Regions from separate parts of the Mus musculus genome. Here all the other regions are linked to region 3. The links are chromatin contacts, called in public Hi-C maps. All regions are on one chromosome and are shown on one strand. The core of a region is the stretch at or near the end of the contact, and the rest is flanking DNA. Distances in the headings are between cores, read along the strand shown. Region 1 overlaps Tmem26 (transmembrane protein 26). Region 2 has its middle 81 kb from the start of Rtkn2. Region 3 has its middle 14 kb from the start of Gm32748.

The links. A called contact is a pair of places that touch in the nucleus more often than the background predicts.
Region 1: a contact with region 3 is called in a Hi-C map of uterus, with 4 times the contacts expected there. The contact joins two enhancer-like sites. A contact is called at or near these places in 1 of 15 datasets of contacts at CTCF or cohesin (the NIH/3T3 cell line) and 14 of 484 Hi-C or Micro-C datasets (CD4 T cells, cerebral cortex, embryonic stem cells and 3 more).
Region 2: a contact with region 3 is called in a Hi-C map of liver, with 4 times the contacts expected there. The contact joins two enhancer-like sites. A contact is called at or near these places in 4 of 484 Hi-C or Micro-C datasets (embryonic stem cells and liver), 1 of 115 datasets of contacts at active chromatin or transcription factors (embryonic stem cells) and 1 of 9 other capture datasets (embryonic stem cells).

Annotation. Positions count from the first base shown.
Region 1 is chr10:68,751,532-68,755,124 of GRCm38.p6, reverse strand. All of the region lies in intron 4 of Tmem26 (transmembrane protein 26), which reads right to left. Among named protein-coding and RNA genes, the nearest start is that of Tmem26, 30 kb to the right of the region's middle. Within about 2 kb of position 1,939, at least 2 of the 459 cell types and tissues checked have an H3K27ac peak or open chromatin away from gene starts, as enhancers often do. A contact at or near this core is called in uterus, where this site is marked.
Region 2 is chr10:68,058,792-68,062,376 of GRCm38.p6, reverse strand. No RefSeq gene overlaps it. Among named protein-coding and RNA genes, the nearest start is that of Rtkn2, 81 kb to the right of the region's middle. Within about 2 kb of position 1,281, at least 28 of the 459 cell types and tissues checked have an H3K27ac peak or open chromatin away from gene starts, as enhancers often do. A contact at or near this core is called in liver, where this site is marked.
Region 3 is chr10:68,352,657-68,356,284 of GRCm38.p6, reverse strand. No RefSeq gene overlaps it. Among named protein-coding and RNA genes, the nearest start is that of Gm32748, 14 kb to the right of the region's middle. Within about 2 kb of position 1,359, at least 118 of the 459 cell types and tissues checked have an H3K27ac peak or open chromatin away from gene starts, as enhancers often do. A contact at or near this core is called in liver and uterus, where this site is marked.

The DNA of each region.
Region 1 (3,593 bases), core at 690-3,189, 400 kb before region 3:
AATAAAAATTAGTAAAAGAAATAATAAAAGACTCAAGAGAATCATGTAGAAAAGCAGAGAAAGGACTTGAAATGCAAAGGTGAGTTGAAGAGTATCTATCTATGATATAACATCCCAAGGGCAATTTCTCTTTCCTCCCTGTCTCCATCCCTCACCTCCTTCACCCCTGCCTCCTCCCTCCCCATCCATCGCTCCTCAGTTTCCCTTCATAAACTGCAGGTCTCCTGGGGATATCAAGAAGCAAGGCATATCAAGTTGCAGTAAGATTAGTCACCTCCCCTCATAGTAAGGCTGGACAAGGCAAGCCAGTAAGAGGATAGGGGGTTCCAAAAGGAGGCAAACATGTCAGAAACAAGCTCAGAATTTTCACGTTCACAGATGAGAGGGCTTTATAATTCTGAAGCTTCCCAAATAATCGTTCATGTTAGCTCACTTCCTACAAGACCACAAGGTTTTCTGTTTGTATGTTTGCTTGTTGTTTGGTTTGGTTTGGTTTGGTTTGGTTTGGTTTGGTTTGGTTTGGTTGCTTTTTAAATAAAACTCAGTAAGATGGTCACAGCCACATGGCTAGGTAAAGCCCCACGTTACCAGAAGCAATGGTTTTTAGAAAGTAGTGCTACAGTGTCTACCAAAACCACCTTGTGAGGTTGGTATAAGGACAAGCACACACATGCCTCATTGGAGCTCTTATACCTGCAGTCAACTGATTTTAAATAAACACACCAGCTGAACTCAGAAAGAGTATTTTCAACAGATATTTTCGAGACAATTAGTCCAAGCTTGGTCATTGCCCAAAATACTGAACTTGAAGGTTTATCTCACAGTGCACAAAGTTAAATCAAATGGAAACACACACACAAACATATGCAAACATACACACACACAAGCATGCACACACTCAAACATATACACACATACACTCTGAGAGAGACAGAGACAGAGAGAGCTAAATAGTCCCATAGGTAGAAAAAGGAATATGCTTCTGATTTTGGATTTGTTCTTATTTCCTATGTATGGCAGCAAGAAACATAACCCAAAAGAGATAAACCAATACATTGTATTACAGAGAACTCTGTTATTCATAAGACATCCTTATGAGGTGGAAGATGGCTCAGCAGTTAAGGACCTGTGTTCAATTGCTAGCATCACATTGTGGCTAACAACCAGCTGTTACTACAGTTCCATTGGATCCAGTCTCCTTTTCTGAACAGACAGACAGACAGACACACACACACACACACACACACACACACACACACACACACGACATTTTTGGTATCGTTTCTTACAGTATATATGAGACCTGAGACAGGAACTTAGAACTCGGAAGCAAGCTTTTTGAAGAGGAAGTCTAGATGCATTTTGGGAGTTGACCACAGGTTGAGGTGTATTTGAGTTACAGAGGTGCAAGGGGACAGGAGGGAAATCAGAAAAGGCCACTGACACAATCTGGAAATACTGAAACAAAATAATTTCAATTTGAGGAAATACAATCGAAAACAACATGGGAAGATATTTAGAAATGGAATCTGTAACAAAATATCCTTTATTATTTATAGGAGGGTGCTTGTAGGACACTCAAGTTCTTAGAAAACATTGTACAACATTGTCATGTAATCCGTGCTGTAGGGCAATAATGAACTTGGAGTCATTTCTAGAACACTTTCTACCCACGAATGAGAAGCCTGCAGATACAGGCCTACTCTAATTTATTCAGCCTCATTAAGCTTTAACTGGCGTGAAACACAAGTTCAAAATTTCCAAAATATATACTCAGAAAGTATTTGAATTGAATTGTAAGTAGAAAAAAAAAATTGGAGAAATTGATGATGCTTTGAAACATCCAGTCCTCCCTAAATTCTCACTGGACCGAAACAGTCTTGTTTTGGCTGAACTGTGTGATCTTTGGTTCATAACTTGTTTACGGTTTTGTTCCCCAAGCTCTGCCTAACACGGTACCTGGCACATGTTAAATAACAAATCAGTTCTTAGTCAATTAAGCAGTGCCGAGTGACTTCCAAGGGCGCTTTTTTATGGGTCAAACAATTAAATCAACTTATTTAATAATCAACGTTTATTGGTAAACACGGGATCCATTACTCTTTGATGATACTTCTGGATGGGACTCGCAGAGCCCATTAAGATAACCGGGTTTGGCATTTCTCTCGTTTTACGACTAGCTCCGTAAAACAAAGCCCTCTCTTTTCAAGCCCTTTATTGTCTTGTGCTGTCTCTGTACTTGGAAGATATTTAGCATGTATGCATTCATTTTATAGATAGATGTCAGGTTTGTAACTATCCATGTTCATAATTTCAGGGGGTCCATCATGGTCCATTGATGTTCCTCTAGTAGTGACATTGTACTGCAATGATCTTAAATGTATTTGAAATTACTATTCAATGTAAAATGCTGATCAAGCATAAGGCATTGGAACCACCACATGAAAATAAACACAGTGACTACAGTCATCCAACTCATATTTGATACCTCAAAAATGATGTTGACTTAATAAACTGAACAAATAATTTAGTATGTACAAAACAATGAGTGTTCTTATAAAAAAAATCTCTCACTTATAAATAGTGATTCACGCTGTGATTGAGAAATTAGGCTTATTTAATAAGTCGGTGTGTTTGGCTCAGGCTTTATGTTTTGTTGTTTGAGGAGAGTGGGATAAAGTAAACCGTAGCATTAAAAGCCAGCCTCATTCCAATTTATTTTTATAGCACCATACAAAACAACCCAAGCTTAAAGTACATTCAGGCACGGAGACTCAAATCCCTAATGGGAAGAAAGCAGTTCCATAAACAGATGTGATCACGGATTCCGAGTTTGCTTGCTGGTGGCAAAAATAAAAGTACCAACTCAATAAGTTTTAATTTATAGGCATCTCCACCAGAAAGCCTTTGGGCACTTTGAACAAAACTGACTAAAAATAAAATTCTGTACAATAAAACTTCATTGGCTCTGTTCTCCTTCTCACCGGGAAATGTAAATTCTATAGCTAGAGAAAGGGACGGTGTCTCTATGGCTCTTGGAGCTAGGTGATCTCGGAGAAAATAATGACATGGGCTGTACTGCTGACACTTGGCTGAAGAGGATAGAGATGGTCTCCAGATACCCGTAGTCGCTGTGGTTCCACCATGACCCTCCTGGACTTATGGTGTAACTATATGGCAATTTTCTGTTCTATCCAGGGTGGGTATATCCTCTTTCTCAGCCTGAACCTCCTTCCTGCATTTTCCTTTTTAAGATAAAGATTGGTCTTTGTGTGTGTATAGATATAGCTATATATCTATATAGATATAGTACATGTGGTGTATATGTGAATAGATGTTCATTCATGTCCTTATGTGTACCTGATGTGTCTGCACATGTGTTTAAGTGCATATGGAGTCCAGAGGTTTGATGTGAGGTGCTTTTATCTATCAGCCCCACCTTACCCTCACTGAACACGGAGTTTAAGAGTTTACCAATTTGGTTTGAATGGCCTTCCAGTGAGCCCTAGAGATTCTCCTGTCTTCACATCGCCAGTGCTGTGATCCTAGACACACATGACACATACACACCACCATGCCTGGTGCTTACATGG
Region 2 (3,585 bases), core at 32-2,531, 290 kb after region 3:
CCTACCTCCTCACTTAACGTATTTGACCCAACTCAACAGTGCCTAAGCCAAGGAACCAATACAGGGGTCCGTCCTTTTCAGGGCTCCTACCTTTTTGCTAAACACCATGACCAAAGCTTGTTCCTCATGGCTTGCTCACTTTGCTTTCTTATACATCCCAGGAGAAGTGGGCTGAGCCCATTCTCGTCAAACATCAACCAAAAAAGGTACCCAAAGGCTTGTCTACATGCAATCTGATGGGGACAGAGACATTTTCTGAGCTGAGTTCTCTCTTCTCAGATGACTCTAGCTTGTGTCAAGTTGACAAAAAGCAAGCAAGCAAACAAACACCTAACCAGCATAGTTCAGCATCCTTGGTTGTTTGTGTTGTGAGGCAGGGTCTCACCCTTTCACCCAGAGTGACCTAAAAACTCACAGTGTAGCCCAGGCTGGCCCCAGATTCAGCAACTTCCTCTGAAGACCCCAAAATGTCCCATGTTCTTCTAAATACTCCTGAAATGACGTCTTGGGTCTGCATGCTCCCTGTTCCCTTTCTGCATTCATTCATTCATTCATTCATTCATTCATTTATTCATTCCTCTTAAGACAATTTTGTGGTTTGTTTTTAAATGAGCTAGGAACTATTTTCAGTTTAGAAAAACTAGCCAGAGAATCAATCTTGACTCAGTTGCTAGGATACTACGTCTTTGGAGCAGAAGTAAAGAATCAATTTCCCTGCGCCTTAAAGAACATGTATTTAAGTAAATTACTTCCCTAGAAATATTGATTCATTTCAAAAAAGCATTAAATAATACGGAAACAAGAGGATTTTTTTTCTGTGAAAGCTAAATCTCCACATTGAAGCGGATGTACACTTAAATAAAATATATTCACAAGGATAATCCCGACCTCGCTCTAGAGAGAACATAAACATTAATGAAGTGACAGAACTAGTCACGTAGGGGGAGTGCTTGCAGGCCGCTGCATAAATAATGACCACCAAATTGCCTGAGTGGTTTTATGTGTGAAATGGCTTTGTGAATTTTCCAAAGAACTCAGTCCTAGGATTACGAGGTGCAAGGCTGAATTTGTTCTAACAAATGAAGTATTCTTAAGACATATTCTAATGGAGACATCACGACTAAACACACATTATCTTCCAAACTGTGCTTTAAAAATGTTTCAGCTTCTTAGTGGGCTCCGTGTACTGGGAAGAGCGGCGAAGGCCGGCAACTGGCCTCTCAGGCACCCTCGGACATCACCAAGTCCTGCTCCAGGGAGTCAAGCCAGCCAGCCTGCAGAATGTTTCAGCAGGAACTTTTGGCTGCTTTAAGCGCCTAGAACAAATGTTTGTTTGCTCCAGTACGGGGAATCAAATGCCTTTGTGTGAAAACATTTGCTCGAGAAGCAAATGTTTGTTTTCATAATCGACATTTGGACTGTTGGAACATTACCACTTCAGATATTGGTTGGAGAAATATACATTTAATACGAGAAACCAGACTAGGATCGGACACCAGTTGGGACACAGATGAAGGCGGCAAGAGAATGAGGTAGAAACTGGACCCTGTCAGGACTAAGGAGGAAAGCTGGGCCTTGCTTTCCGTGTTTCTGCTTGTTTCCCAGCAACGATATAAACGAAGAATGATTTATTTCTGTCTAGAAGCATATGACTTATAAATTATCAAGGACAGAAGCAAGAGTGTATTTATCTAGTATTAATATTTAAATGCCATTTTCCTATTGAATGTACCTCGTGCTCTGTATTAATCTGTTACATCAGATTTAGTACAGATTCATGTTGCCTAAATGGAGGATTTTTTTTTTCTCTAGGCTCACGTTTGATTATCTGTGCTTGGTAGTGGGAGGACAGATACTCCCCAAACAGCAGGAGATGCAGAAATAAGCCCTGGCTTTTGAGTGCATTAAATTTTTTAGCAGCAGAGAGAAACTAATTACATTTTAAGGGAGAGAGATATTTGCAAGCGTGACAAGAGTCATTTATATATTAAATATATTATATTTGGCCACAGTTAATCCATAAATAGAAAGCACAATTACACTGAGTTTGAGGATGAAGACAAGAACAAAACATCTTTTAAATTAAAACAGTCTTTTTTCCACGTACAGTTTGAATATTTTTAGTTTGATAAAAAACCATGAGTACATGCAAATGTATTGGCTTTTATGGTGTCAGACTGGAGTTTTTCGTTGATATGAAAAGAAATTGTACCATCCAGGTTCATCAGAACATTTATGAGCTGAAATGTGGAATCAGATTACTATATACTTTAAAATACAATAAAATTATAGTTCAAATTTCTTTGCTGCTAGCCTTAGGCCTATTTGATCTTCAGCTGATGTGTATATTATATTATGTGCTGCAATAGAAAAGCAAGCCAGTGTCGGTTTAGAAATGCCAAATGGAAGAATTATTCATTAGAACTTCAAGGAACAGACTTTGTATCTAAAAATCCACCCATTACTAACTGTTTCCATTTGTAAATTTCATGAGCAAGATAAGTGATATAATGCATGTATATTTGAAGTGCTGTGAGCTTCCAGAACTCAATAACTCAAAGTATTACAGTAAATTCCCATTTCTCCTGAATCCAAACTACCAGGGAGCAGAAATAATGAGAAATTTTTTTTTTTTTGGTGCGATTTATAAAATGGTAATGTCCCTGGAGGATTACAAGATCCTAAATTCTTTTGAACAGTCACAGAAAGATTAAATTTTGTTCAGCATAATTTTGTGGTAGGAATGTTTGATAGTATTGTAATTCTTTGAAGATAGTAATTAATCTGTGTGTAGCCCATGGTGATTCTTCTTGTTCAGCCTCAATGTAGATACAGCATCTTGCATTTTCCGGAAACATGGGTTTTATATTTCTAGTTTAATACAACCCTAAAGTGTAGAGCACAGAATAAACCTTACTTACTGCGTTTGATAATGGGCTGTATGGACCCCACTTCAGTGGCAACTGATGACTCCGAATGGTTGCTGTAGAGGATTCCGATGGAAACTCACCCTAGCCCATAGTACCAGGCCGTCTCTTAGAACTCACATTTGAGCTGGGCACCTATTCGAGTCAAGGATGTAAGATCTCTGGGATGTTCGAGGTGTGTGTTTTCTCTCTGCCCCTTGGGGCTCTCCCTTAGCATATCTGCTTTCTTCTCTTCTCATCTGAAAACCAGCATGTACTCCTTGCTCTTTCTGGTAAGTGGGATGCTGGGCCCTGTCTGACACACATGGGGCGATAGCAATCTTCCTTCCTTCAGCCCTATTTGAATTGAAAGAAGAAACTAGGTAAGCCTCAGTGGAGGCAAAACACACTTCCCAAACTCCATCTACCCTTTGGCCCCTCAACACACCCATCTAAGAAGAAGCAAAGGATCATGGTCTAGGAAAATAACAACTGCCATGGACAGAAGGGCTGAGAGTCATCAGGGAGGCAGACTCAGGGTGTCTGGGAAATGAGAATCAACAGCTCCTTAAACACACTGTTCTCAGGATCCCTTTGAGGGGCCCCCAGGAGACATTTGTTCATTTGCTGTATAGCTGTCAACAATCTACTGTACTAGAAACTGAAACAGAGAGATCTC
Region 3 (3,628 bases), core at 110-2,609:
GAAAGTGGGATTTATCAGATAGACTCCTTTAAAACAGTCACCACCTTAGTGACACACGGGGCCTGACGCATCCAGGAAATGCCGAGACCAGGAATTATGCTTTAAGCTCTCTGCATTTTCAAACACATGGATAGTTGGTGTAAAAATATATTCTTTTCCTGCAGGGACGTGACTGTAATTAGTGTGTGCCAAAACTCTCTCTCTCTCCCGGAGATTTCATTGTCTTATCTCTTTGCAGCATCTTAATGCGATTTTATTTTACTTTGTCAAAGTCCTATTAACATAAATGTGTTCTCCATAGCAAACAGTGTTCTTTTTTATGCAAAACAGGATTCAGCTGACTCTAATAAAACAGCTTGCAGTCTATTAGAGTACAACAGTAATGTGCTTATTTTGTTTGTCAAATCAAGACCGCCGTCAGAAGGCTCTAGACAAAGATTTGTCTTGTTTTCCAGAATAATTGCCAGGGTGGGGCTACGTTATGATCTGTAAATGAATAGTATCGCTTAGAACAAACACTTCATATATCTTTTATCTTCCCCTGCACACAGTTCTGAGTTTTTCTTTGAAATCTTTGCTCCACTTTTCCACATAAGTCATCAGAATGTTTCCAAAGAATTTTAACTGCCAGATTAATTATATCTTACAAACAAAGATAGATTGCTTACATTCTTTATTCAGAAACCCTGCCAGTATGGAGCAACTGGCAACAAATTAATCTCTTTTGCAACCCTACAAAATGTTTTGCTATGAAAAGGCCTGGAAGGTAAATGGATCCTTTAAAAAAAAAAAAATCAGGTTGCTCATTCTGAAAGGCTAATCCTAAGCACAGAACAGAGGAGTAAATGAATCTAGCTACTCCCTAACTTTGCTCTTCCTTTTCTTTCTTTCTTTTTGTTTTTTGTTTTCTTGGTTTTTTGTTTTGTTTTGTTTTGTTTTGTTTTGTTTTTGTGTGTGTGTGTGTGTGGTTTTTTTTGTCTTTTGTTTTTTCCTTCTTCTTAACAACTAGGTTACAGCCTTCTGTTAATGGATTCAGTTAATTAAGTATTGCTGTGACCTGGTGGCAATTTCTGAAATCCAGAGAATTTTTCCCTCTTTTAAGGTCTGCCTCCCCCACGGGGCCCCGGGTGTAATCTGTTTGCAGAGAGTCTATGTATGTCAGCCCTGCTTCCCTTAGAAGCTTCTAGAATGTTTTAATAAATTTATCAACCGAAAAAAAATATTACAAACATTTCATTTCCTTTGACTCAGGCACACCACACACACACACACACACACACACACACACACACACACACACCACTGCCTTCATTGCAAATTCTTGCCAGTATGAATCACCCTAAGTAATGTTTGCTTTAACTTTAGTGTGGTTCAACAAACAACCTTTATATGGCTGGACTTCAAAGGGAGGAGAAATGAAGGTTGGAAATATGATAGGCGTAATCTATTATTAGGCATGAAACACTAAACCACTTTTAGCTATAACTCTAAAACCTGCATAATCTTAGGTTTTTTAACATAATGTGTATTTATTGTGCCTTCACTCACACAAGCATTTATCTCCCCGTGTTTGTGAGAGAAATACTTTCCACTGTAGCGTGGGCCACTACTTGGCTTAATTTTTCCTAATATTTAATTTAGAAAGGGGAAAATGGTAATATTATAACAGGATTCTCATGTGTCCCAGCCAAAATACTTAGTGTTCCTCTTTGAGTAAAATTAATCTGTTACCAGTTCCCTGACCTGCAAGTCAGGTTTCAGTAAACTAGGCATCCAGGGAGGAGGGCAGAGGGAGGGGGTAAGCTAGGCTGGCTAGGGAGATAAGATCTCTTTCTTTGATTAAGGGGGGGTGGTGTTGGCGGGGGGGGGGGGGGGGGTGGGGGGGGGAGCTAAAAAAAAAAAAACCGAATGTCTCAACCCAGCCATGCCTCCCAATGGCAGAAAAATAAGCCAAAAGTGTATCCCAGCAGTAATGGTTGAAGACATTTATTAGCTCCGTCCATAACAACATTCACTGCAGGGAGAGCAATTGTTAAAAAATCTGTACTGCAATTATTTCTTTAATGATGGGGGGGGGGCGTCTCCAGCTCCTTATTTCTCTCCTTCTTCACCCTCCACAAACATTGGCACTTAAAAAAAAAAAAATCTAATGTTATGAAATAAGTCAGAGAGCTTGTAGCTCAAGAGAACCGGAGACAGCACTGGGAATGTATGCATGCGCAGAAACAAAAACACCGTCGGTAACATTTTGTTCTTGATTAAATTTGCGCTCCCTAATACAGTAGATTAAAAATAAGTCCAACTGTTAAACGCATTAGTGTTCAGCCGTGGTTCTGGTGCCAGAAAAACCGATACTGCTTCAGACCCAGCCTCTCTCCACTAGACTTGAGGAGCCAGGGGAAATCTGACCCCTCTGGAAACCCGAGCCCCAAAGTCCATCCATGACCCTGCAGTTTGGGGATTCCTTATTTTCGTCGGGTGATGAAATCTCAGAACCATCTTAATATTTTCTCACACTGGGTCAAAAACTCGGCGTCTCTCGGCGAGGCTGTAAGAAAATACGGGCTAGGAAAACGGAGGATGGATTGCTAATGGCTACAGTCAAGACACTCCAGAAGGAATATGAAATGAAGTTGTTCTTTGGTGTACAGGGAGTCGTGAAACTTACATCTTTTAAAAAGAGTTGTAAGCCATGACCTCACGCCAACCCCCCACACTCCTCCCACCCCCACCCCGAAGAATTTTAAGAGACTGGAAAGACCCACAGTTCAGAGTGGGTGCTCCTCCTTACAAGGCATCCAAATTTGGTTCTCAGCACCTACATCAGAAGGCTCACAACCGCGTGTAATTCCAGCTCCTGCACACCTGATGCCCTCTTCTGGATGTAAAGGCACCTGCCCTCACACATGCACACACCTCCACACACTCACCTCCACACACACAGCTACACACACACAGCACTAAAAATGAAATCTCTCTCTCTCTCTCTCTCTCTCTCTCTTTTTTTTTTTTTTTTTTTTTGGTTTTTCGAGACAGGGTTTCTCTGTGTAGCCCTGGCTGTCCTGGAACTCACTCTGTAAACCAGGCTGGCCTCAAAGTCAGAAATTCACCTGCCTCTGCCTCCGGAGTGCTGGGATTAAAGGTGTGCGCCACCACGCCCGGCTGAATAAATCTCTTTTATATATAAAAATAACTATTTAATGGGGCAGGATTTTGAAATGTGTCCTCAGAATTTTGGAGTGTGTGACACTCCGGAGATCATGGCTGACTTGTCTAGCCAATGGGGCTCTGTGAAGTTGGAAAGAGAGTCTGGCCAGATTCATGATGGGCCGGCCCAACCTTGCTGGACATGTAGAATGTACAAATTACCTTCCTCCCCGGTCTGTCCATTGTTGTGGAAGCCCATGACCCTTTGAATGTATTCAAAAAGAAAAAAAAAAAAAAATGGCTTCCAGAGAGACAGCTCAGCAATTAAGTTAAAAGAACTGCAGTTCATTTACATCAGGCCTCTTACAATCAGCTGTAACTCCAGCTCCAGGCGGACCTGCTACCTCTGGCCCCTATGGGTACCTGACTTTGTGTGTGTGTGTCCATGTGCTCACTCGCGCACATGCGTGTGCATGTGCAT